2 separate regions of the Ovis aries genome follow, and region 1 is linked to region 2. Evidence: chromatin contacts called from public Hi-C data. All regions are on one chromosome and are shown on one strand. The core of a region is the stretch at or near the end of the contact, and the rest is flanking DNA. Distances in the headings are between cores, read along the strand shown. Region 1 holds the start of RAI1 (retinoic acid induced 1). Region 2 holds the start of ATPAF2 (ATP synthase mitochondrial F1 complex assembly factor 2).

Region 1 (5,020 bases), core at 1,451-3,950, 230 kb after region 2:
CAGCAAACCACATTCAAAGTGTTAACTGGGGTTACTGGGGGCACTTCTACCCTATTATACCTCTGGGTTATTTGCATTTTTCACAATGAGAACAAATTCATGTGTCACCTGAGTAATTCAAAAAGAGAGACACTGTCAGGGCCTCAATTCATGTTTGTTGAGTAACTAGAAAGCAGACTCATTTTCTAGGCCTGTTTTTTCAAAATCTGGGAATGACCCATTAGCAGATCGTGACATCAATTCAGGGGTCACAGAATGCTATTAAAAAATTAAACAGACTAGAACAGAAAATATCAGACCAGGACACAAAACAGAGGAAAGAGCTCTTTCACTCAACTTTCGTTTCAGTTACACATAGTGGGAGTGAATGAAGCTGGGACCTGAAATGTGTTTCTTACTGCAGGTCACAAGTGAGGGCTTGGAACCCGCAGTCCAGACCCAAGAGTCTGAGGAATCAGCCCAGGCCCTGCTGCACAGGCCTCCTGGTCCAAAGTGGCAGAATGGGTGACCTCCTTGTGTTTAGGAAGCTGTCGGGACGCCTGGCTGTTGGAAAGGTCACACTCAGCCCACTCTGGATCACCCGCAGACACACAATCCTGGAACCAAGGCTTCTGACTGTGAGGGGCTCCCCCAAACCACAATGTCTGTGTCCACTCCCTCCGGGTCACCCAAAAGGCCACTGCTCCTAAAGACTCGCTCCTGGATGCTCCTGTTGGGGGGCGGGGTGGGAAACTAAAAGATTCCTTTCCAGTTTCCAGATGCGAAGCCACGTCCCAGGGAAGCCTCTGGAAACGCAGCGTGTGGTCAGTCGGGAGGGGCCTCCACTGAGTCTGCAGCGAGGGCCGCTCCCACCCAGGGTGGGCCTGACCCCAGGCAGAGTCGGTCTGCATGGAGAATCTGGTGCGGGCAGAGAAGCAGAGCCCCCAGCCCGAGGCTCCCAGGGCGCTGGCGCCTCCACATCAGAGCTCGCCTAACTCACCCCGCCTCCCTTCCCAGGGCAGCAGACAACTAAAAAAAGATAAAATAAAAAGAAGTAATTCCCCTGCTTTGACGTCAGCTCGAGGTCTTAACAGCCCAGCAGCGGCATGAAACTGGATTGCAACCAGATGTAATGCCCTTGAATCCTCCACACGCCACTGCGTTGGAAGACAAATGGCAGGGGGGAGAGCGGGTGGAAGGAACCGTGCGGGTCCCGCGTGGGTCCCGGATCAGAGCCTGCGGAAACCCTGGGAAGCCCAGGCCCGGGTCGCCATTCAGGCGTGCTGCCTCCCCTCCCCCAGCCCCCCAGAAGCGCATTGTTACTCCGGATAGAGTCTTCATTCAGGGCCAGAGCCCCAGCGCCACCCCCGTCGGGGGCTCCCCAGATCAGGGCACGACTCGGGCCGCGCTCCGGCCCCGGGCGTGGATTTGAGGACGATCCAGAGCCCAGGAGGGGAAATCGCTCGCTGGGAAAACGGGCGCCCCAGGAAGCTGGGGCCGCCACGGCCTCGGGCCTGCGTGGTGTTTCGCTTCCCCTCCGCCCCTCCTGGGCGGCCCCCAGCAACCAAGGCTCCAAAGTCACCCCCGCGTCCTGCCACCCCCTCGCCCCCGCCGCGCTTGGCGACGCCGCCTTGAGCCCAGCCCTCGCGTCCTCCTCCGGGTCTCCTGTCTCCCAGGCGCCGGCCCAAGGACCTGGCCGGTGGTGCGCCGCCGTCCGTCAGGGGACTCGCGTGGCCGGAGCCCCCACCGTGACGTCACCCCGAAAGGCCCCTGCGCCCCGGGCCTGGCCGAGACGGAGCTCCCCGGCCTCCCGGGCTGCTTCCTGCCCGGTCGCGCGGCCTGCGCACAGGCCCGGGCGCCCCTGCCCGCGTCGGGGCACGGATGGGGGCTCCCCCGAGGGCCTCACACGCCGCCCCTCCCCATCACGGCCCTCGCTGCCCCGGCTCCCACGCCAGGGCCCCGATAGGCCCAGAGTCCCCCAGAGAAGTCGGCTCCCCGCCCCCCACCCGGACGCCCTCACAAAGCTCGCCTCCGGTCCCGGCGCGGCGCGAATGCCCCGGTCCCTACCCCGCGCTCGGCGTACCCCCGGGGACAAGCACGCGCACAGCCCTCGCACGCGCGACCCTCGGTCCTCGCGCCCCCGCCTCGCACCAGCCCCGGCCCTCGTCCCGCGGCGCGGGGCGCCCCCACCCCGCCGCATCTCCTCAGACTGCCATCCGGTGACCTCGCGCCCCCCGCACACAAAGCGACTTCCCCGCGGCCCCCGCGCCCCCGCCCCGGCCCTCGGTGCTCACCTCGGCGCGCGCTCACTCGGGGACCCGGGGTCTGGCGCTGCGACTTCGCGGCCCGGAGGTCCAGGCGGCCATAGGGGTCGGGGCGCGGCGGCCCGGCCGGCCCGCGGCCAGGCAGGAAGGAGGGTGGGCCGCGGCGCCCCCTTCTCGCGCCGGCGCTCGGGCGGCGGACTAGGCGGCCTGCTCGGCGCGCTCTCGCCCGGCCGCGCCTCGCTCCGCGCCTCGCCTTCCGAGCGCAGCCGCGGGCGGGGGCGGCGCCCAGGGCGCAGGGACCAGGCCCTGGCCGCGCACCTCTGGCGTCGCAGGGCCGCGGGGAAATGCGGTCCCCTCCGCGCAGGAAGAGCGGGCGGCGGGCGGTGCGCGGGGGGAGAAGGCGGCGAGAGCGAGAGGAGAAAAGTTCCCGGCCGCCTGGCCGCGCTCGCTCACCGCCCGGGCGCCAGGTGGGCCGTGCGCCCCGACAGCGCCCCCTGGCGGCCCGCGCCCGCTGCGGGCCTGGGGCGGGGGTTTGGACGGGGGGACCCCAGGGGCCCTCAAGGACGCGGGGGCCGGGGCCGGAACCTCGGACGAAGGACGTGGACTGGCACCGGCGCTCGGGTGCTCCGTGCTGCAGCCGGGTCCCGGGGCCAGGCCCCCGCCTTCACTCACCACGGCTCTCCCTGTGACGTCCTCTTCCCCGTCTGGGAAACGTTCCGACCTCTAAGCTAGGACGCCGCCGCGCAGAGCTCTCTTCACTCACTGGCACCTCGGAGGGCTCAGAGTGAGCAGAGACAAGTGGTCCCTGCCGTCCTGGTGGGCAGAGACAGAGCACGCGTGAGAAAGGCCGCTCCCGGGAGCAGTGAGGGCTACTCGGCGAAGTGAGAGGCAGGGGTTGCTTAGCTGGCTGTGAGCGGAAGGAGCCCGCCACGTGGAGCCTCAGGAGCAAGTGCAAAGGCCCTGAGGCAGGTGGGACGGGGCGGGGGTGGGGAGGCGGACAGGCGGTGGGCAGCAGAAGTCAGAGCCTTGGGGAGGACCAGGGTCTTCAGGGCTACCTGAGCCTAGTGGGGAATTCGGATGCAATTCTAGTGCCATTGGCAGAGCCAGGGCAGAGGGATGTTGAATGAATGGGTGAGTGAACCTATTGTGACCCTACAGACCCCCTGGCAGTCCCTGCCCCAGGCCTCCACTCACCCAGGTCAGGCAGAAAGTTTCCAGCCTCCATCCAGCCTCTGGGGTCTGCTGGTCCTGTGGGTGAAGGAGGGCCATCAAAGCCTCAGGCTCCCAGGGGACTCAGCCTCCTCACCTGTAGGTAAGAACACATGGTGGGGAGGGTGCCCTTATGCTGTAGACTGTCCCCCTGTCTGCATGTCCTGTCATCTGATCCTGGCAGCCCCGACGGCAGACCCACTCCTTTTGTTTACAGGAAGCTGAGGCACAGGGTCTCAAGCTAAGTTACAGGCAAGACCTGCACCCAGAGCCCTTCCCACCAGCTCAGCCACCCACTGCCTAGGGCAAGGGTAGGAGCCGGACAGAATCAGGATCAGACGATGGACACTGCAGTTTTCAGCACAGGTTCTGGGGGAGACAGACCCGATTTCTAAGTCTGGTTGTTCTGCGCCCAGCTGGGAGGGTTTGGAAAAAAAAAACAAGTTAACTTGCTAAGTGTCAGTTTCCTCATCTGTAAAATGGAGGCAATAGTAGCGCCTACTTCCTGGGGTTCCTGAGGACTAAAGGAGGTAGGTGTGTGGAGCATCAAGCCTGGAGCCTGGAGGCCGTGAATTCTGTGAGAAGTGCTTTCTGTCACAAACTGGGGAGGGGAGGAGGTGTGGGGACAGGGCTTCCGTACACCCAGGGGCTCCTAGCCCCTGCCCTCCCTGCCCTCACCTGCCCAGGGAGAACCCAGGGCAGTAGGGAGCTCGGAGGAAGGTGAGAAGAGGGGTGTCCCGGGGGAGGAGGGGATGGTGCAGTCCGGGCACTAGTCGCTGCCATTCTGAGAGCACCCGTCGTGCGCCAGGTGCCTTCTGTGGCTGTTTCCTTGGGCTGCTGTGACAAATGACCCACACATGTAGTGGCTTAAGACAACCCTAGTTTATTCTTTACAGCTCTGGAGGGCAGAAGTCCAGAATCAGCATCAACGGGCTGAAAGCAAGGTGTCAGAAGGGATGCACCCTGGAGGTTCCAGGAGGAACATCCCTTGCCTCTTCTTTTTTGTTAAAATTAGTTTATTTATTTTAATTGGAGGCTAATTACTTTACAGTATTGTAGTGGTTTTTTGCCATACATTGAAATGAATCAGCCATGGGTGTACATGTGTTCCCCATCCTGAACCCCTCTCCCACCTCCCTCCCCATCTCGTCCCTCAGGGTCATCCCAGTGCACCAGCCCTGAGCACCCTGTCTTATGCATCGAACCTGGACTGGCGATATATTTCACATATGATAATATGCATGTTTCAGTGCTATTCTCCCTTGCCTCTTCTGGCTTCTGGAGGCCACCTGCTTGTCCTGCCCCCTCGGCGCCTGCCCTCCAGGAGCCAGAATACACAGGAAGTCATTGCTCCTGTTGCCACGCCTCCTACTTCCTCTCCTGACCTTCTTGTCTCCTCTTACTCGAACCTGTGATTCCAGTGGGCCGTCTGGAAAATCCAGGAGACTCTCTCATCCTGAATTTAACGCATCCTTAACTTAATCACGTCTACAAGGACCCTCCAGGGCTTCCCTGGTGGCTCAATGGGTAAAGAATCTAACTGCAATGCAGGAGACACAGAAGATGCG
Region 2 (5,064 bases), core at 2,131-4,630:
TGATTCCCTTTACGTGAAAAGGCCCCAATAAGCAAATCTTAGGGGAAGAAAAATTAGGGGTTGTCTAGGGCTGGAGTCCTTGGACTGCATGGAGATCAAATCAGTCAATCCTAAAGGAAATCAACCCTGACTCTTCATTGGAAGGACTGATGCTAAAGCTGAAGCTCCAATACTTTGGCCACCTGATGCGAAGAGCTGACTCGTTGGAAAAGACCCTGATGCTGTGAAAGATTGAGGGCAGGAGGAGGAAGGGGCGGCAGAGGATGAGACGGTTAGATAACATCACTGACTCAATGGACATGAGTTTGAGCAACCTCCAGGAGTTAGTGAAGGACAGAGGAGCCTGGCGTGCTGCAGTCCATGAGGTCACAGAGAGTCGAATATGACTTAGCAACTGAATAGTGTTGGAGGGGTGTGGCACCTAAGGATTCTTTCTGGGGGTAATGAAGATGTTCTAAAATTAGACTGCAGTGGCAGTTACACAGCTTTGGGACCACACTGAAAACTATTGAACTGTACACCTTACATGTGTGACTTGTGTGACAGGCGAATCATACCTCAATAAAGCTCCTATGAAAAATAGAAAGAAAGCAGGAAAGAGGCGGAGTTACAAAACTCAGAAGTTTCTAAGATGACAGAGCCCAAGAACCCAGTTGTGGCTGAAAAACCAGCTGATTGGGCAACTCACAGGCCAGACTCTGCGACAGTAAGACACTCACCCATCCAGGTCCAGGTGCAGGGCAGCATTCCTGGGTGTGACTGCCGCCCCCACCAGCAGAGGGCCGACTCCAAGTGGCCTCCAGCCACTGGCCAGGTCACTCTGGCCACCCTGGGACCTGCCAGTTGTGCACCAACCCAATCCCTACTCCCACCAGTTCACAAGGGAATTGGCACCAGCAGGAATTCAGAAACAACACACTGAGGACAGGGAGGGGAGCTGCCGCAGGAACCAAGATTTGTCTGTGATACCAGGCTGCTCCGCCACTGGTCCCCAACCCCATTAGACACCATCAAACTCAACAAGAGGCCCAAGTCAAGATCATCCCAAACATGACCCACACCAGGCATCTCACTTCTAGAATTTTATGATGAGCTGCAAAATGTAAAAGAGTCTGTATCTTCCTACTCAATTCTCACATTTGGAGCAGAAGAGAAGGGAGATTGCCACAGTGGTCGTCTAATGGTGAAAGCTGAAATAACTCAGCTACGACCCTTTTCTTTTCCTGGCCTTGTCTCACAGCTCGAAGGATCTCAGTTCCCCGAGTAAGGACTGCACTTGGGCCACAGTCCAGTGAAAGCGCCAAATCCTAACCATGAGACCACCAGGTAATGCCCATCTTTTTAATTACGATAAACATCATAGCTCATGTTAGAAATTTCAGTTTGTAGACCAGAGACACAATTAACAGAGATGGAGTTCTCTTGATCTAAAGTAAAAGACTTACTCCCACAAAGCAGTAAGATAAAAAGAGGCAGATGAATCGGCAGTTGGTGGAGACAAAACATATCCCCGTTGTCTTTAAGGTGGGAGAAGAGAGGCTGAGAAGAGAGGCTGTTTGAGATTTAAAATCAGCAAAGAGCAAAGGACAGGAGAAAAATTCTGTCCTCACACAACCTACATTCTACATCTACATCCTACATTCTGTCCTCAGACAGAACATCAAAGCTTCTGCAAGACCTTTGAGGGGACAGTGTTTGGAGGAGCTTTTAGGCACAGCTCAGGAGGTGAGGTATCAGACTGAAGACAACAGGGCGAAGGGAGGAGGAAGTGGGTCCTGCTGCAGGCCTGAGCAGATAGACAGGAGGAACAGTTTTCCAAGAAGGCAGAGAAGAAAGAGGATTAACCACTGCCGATCTCCTTGGGCCGGGAGGAAATGTCAAGTGTGCTCCCATCGACATGAGAGGAGTGAAGTGCAGGAAGGAGCTGGGACAGGTAAAGCTAAAGTTCCAAAGCCATTAGGAGCTGGCAGCAGGTTCTCAGAAATCCAGGTCAGATGGGGGGAGGAAATACCATATGAGAAATAAAAGTGGGTGAGTTACATTTCCTAGCATGAGTATCAGAGACTACAAAGGAAGCCCTGACATGTGGATCAAAGTTAAAAATACAGTAAGAGGGTCCCCTAGAGCCAGGAAGGAGGAGAACAGAGAGATGGGGAGGTCTGGGCAGACAGATGGACAGAACAGGAGTGGACTGGAAGTGGAAAGAGGGTGGGGAGTAGGGAGTGTCAAGAGTCTGAGCCAGGAAGAGACTATGGGTTGGGGGCTAGGAGATCAGCTTCTAACAGACTGTGAGGAGCCCACTTAGGATGTGAGTGCCCAGGCTAAGGAATGGGCCAGCAGTCCAGGTGGGATGGGGGCCCTCAGGTCCCGGGGCTGATGGAGAGAGGAGGCGGATGAAGCTCTGCCGGGGAGGAAACCCCCGGAGAAGGAGGCGGGTCCCAGGGCCTGGGGTTCATGGGACCGAGGAAAACGTGGGAGGCAGCAGGCACGTCTAGGGCCTGGGAGCGTCCAGAGTCAGAGGGAATCCCTGGAGAGTTTCCCGGACGGGGTCCGAGAGGGACTGAAAGAAAGACTGTTGCCGGGGCGACAGGCCACGGGGAGGCAGGGCCGGATCTGAGGCGGCCGGTCCCCGGCTCGGGCCCGCAGGGTTGGGGTGCGCCGGAGGGCCCCCGGCAGGCCCGGGCAGCAGGCCCGTCCGTGGCCGCGGGCCCCAGGGGGCGGCGGCGTGGCCCGGTCCGTGGACGTCTCGAGAGGCCGGGCCGCCGGCTCACCTGCAGCACTACCTCCACGTCGTACGAGTTCCCCTTGCTCTTCTGGTGGCCGCGGAACTTGGAGCCGCTGTAGAGCAGGCTGGTGGCCACGCCGGGCTGCTGCGTGTTGATAGGCGGCGGCGGGATGAGCGAGGCGGCGGAGGCGGCCGAGGCACCGGCCGGCGGGGGACACTCGGTGCGGACCGGCATCGCGGGGTCCCCCGGAGCCAGGGCTGGGGGAGGGGGAGGAACCGCCGCCGCCGCGCGGAAGCCGAGGGCAGACGGAGGAGAAGCCGGCGCGCGCGTAGGGCGGGAGGGGTCCACCCGCCGGCCGCAAGCAGATCGAGCGCTCCGGCCACCACCGGGACCCCGGGACCTGCGAGCAGGGCCTCCGGGTCCTGAGCGAACCCCCTCCCCGCCTGCGCTCGCACACACACCCCTTCCGATTGGCTCGGGCGCGCTGAGGGGCGGGATCAGGCTGGCTCGGCGATTCCGCCCATTGGCGGGCGGGGAAAGCACGTGGCGGGAGCCGAGGCCCTCTGGTACTTGTAGTCTTTTTCCCGAGGCGCGGCGCGGGGGCGGGGCCGGGGCGTTTGTGATGCTGATTGGCTGCGGCGTGCGCTGAGGCGCGCGGCGGCGGCGCGCTACGAGTGTCGTGCGCAACATGGCGGCGCCCCAAAAGGGAGAGGGTGCCGGCGACTGGTGAGGAGGTTTGTGGAGTTCGAGCACACGGCGTGTGGTCCCTCCGCTCCTTTTCCCCGAGCTCTGGTTTCGAGCGGTCGTTCTCTGAGGCCCCCGCGCGATGTGGAGGAGCTGCCTTCGGCTGCGGGATGGGGGGCGTCGCCTCCTGAACCGGCCCCGAAGTGGCCTCACCGCCTCCGAGGGGCTGGGGCGAAAGCCCCCTATCCCCTTCCGGGCCTACGTGCCCCCGGCAGGTGAGAGAGGCCAGGGCGGAGCAGGCTGAGGGGTCGGCCATGCAGGGTCACACGGTGGGAGGGAAGTTCCCCGCGAGGGCAGGGATCGCTCCAGGGCACACGCGCGTCGTTTCCTTTTGGCAGGTGCGGTTTTTCTCTCTTTCACTGGGGAAGCAGAGGTCATCCTTATTTTCAGGCGGGGAAATTCGACTTCTGGGTCGGGATTGCGCTAGAGGCGCGAAGCAGACTCAGAGGTTTGCGGGGCAAAGGCCAGTCTGCTAGGCTGCTTTCTGTGTCCCCGCGACCGGCACTGAAGGGGCCTGAAGCTCGGGCTTTAAGTCTTCCATCCCGGCCGCTTGCTCCACAGCTGTCCTGGCCCTGCCTCCTGCTGCCCTCCCAGAACACCTGCCACCTCTTCTAAGGAGTTGACACCCCGTGCCCCCTTCCTGCACTTCCGACTCGGATGAGGCTTTCTGTAGCGGATCTTTCTTACTCCTAGGCAAAGATTTTGGGATAAGAGTGGGACTGACTTTAAGTGAGTGAAGACAGTAACGCTTTCTTTCCTGCCAGTTAGTACTGTGCTGAAGGTGGGGGTGAGGAGAAGGTCACTGCGGTGTTGGAGCTGTTCCGAGGTCGCCCGTGTGGCCTCCAGTCCCCTACCAGCTGTCCCAGCCATCAGCTGCATAGAGAAGAAAGGTCTTCAGAGAGCCTGCCTGTCCAGCTGAGGAGTACACCGGTGAAGTCAAAGCTGGGGGTCTCTGCTTACAAGTTGTCTTGTCTGCACAAGTGGTTTAGCGTCTCATTGTCTGCCTCCTCTAAAGAGACAGCTTGTGCTGGATTGAGGGAGATGCTGTAGATAGGGAGGCCAGCCTGCCACCTGTTTTTGTAAATAGTTTTCCAGGAACCCAGGCCCGCTCATTCACTGACACACACCTAAGGCTGTTTTCACTACAGTGCAGAGTTGGCTGGTTGTGCCAGACACTGGATGGCCTGCAAAGCTTAAAACACTTTGGCTTTTTACAGAAAAAGTTTGCCAGCAGTGCTGTGGATGCTAGAGCGGTTTTGGGGAAAAGTGTTTAGTCATCTGGCCCGTTTATAGTAATTGCTGTGGTAGATACACTTGCCCTGAAGAATTTTAAAACAGCCTTACTGAGATGATGCATTTAGAATTCACTCACTTAGATTGTACAGTTTAATGGTCCCTAATGGCTCAGATGGTAAAGAATCCACCCTTGTTGCGGGAGACCTGGGTTCAATCCCTGGGTTGGGAAGATCCCCTGGAGGAAGGGCATGGCTACCCACTCCAGTATTCTTGCCTGGAGAATCCCTGTGGACAGAGGAGCCTGGCGGGTTACAGTCCATGGGGTTGCAGAGTCGGACATACTGAGCGACTAAGCACA

What was found. Hi-C and Micro-C count contacts between places; a contact is called where the count stands out from the background.
Region 1: a Hi-C map of liver shows a contact between it and region 2, with 2.3 times the contacts expected there. The contact joins the promoter of RAI1 here to the promoter of ATPAF2 in region 2. A contact is called at or near these places in 2 of 16 Hi-C or Micro-C datasets (liver and tail adipose tissue).

What each region holds. Positions count from the first base shown.
Region 1 is chr11:34,499,943-34,504,962 of ARS-UI_Ramb_v3.0, forward strand. RAI1 (retinoic acid induced 1) reads right to left here and starts at 2,701. Exons shown (of 7, transcript XM_042255738.1): 1 at 2,274-2,701.
Region 2 is chr11:34,268,567-34,273,630 of ARS-UI_Ramb_v3.0, forward strand. ATPAF2 (ATP synthase mitochondrial F1 complex assembly factor 2) reads left to right here and starts at 3,381. Exons shown (of 6, transcript XM_027974794.3): 1 at 3,381-3,685. The coding sequence starts at 3,553. GID4 (GID complex subunit 4 homolog) reads right to left here and starts at 3,198. Exons shown (of 6, transcript XM_027974796.2): 1 at 2,772-3,198. The coding sequence starts at 2,960.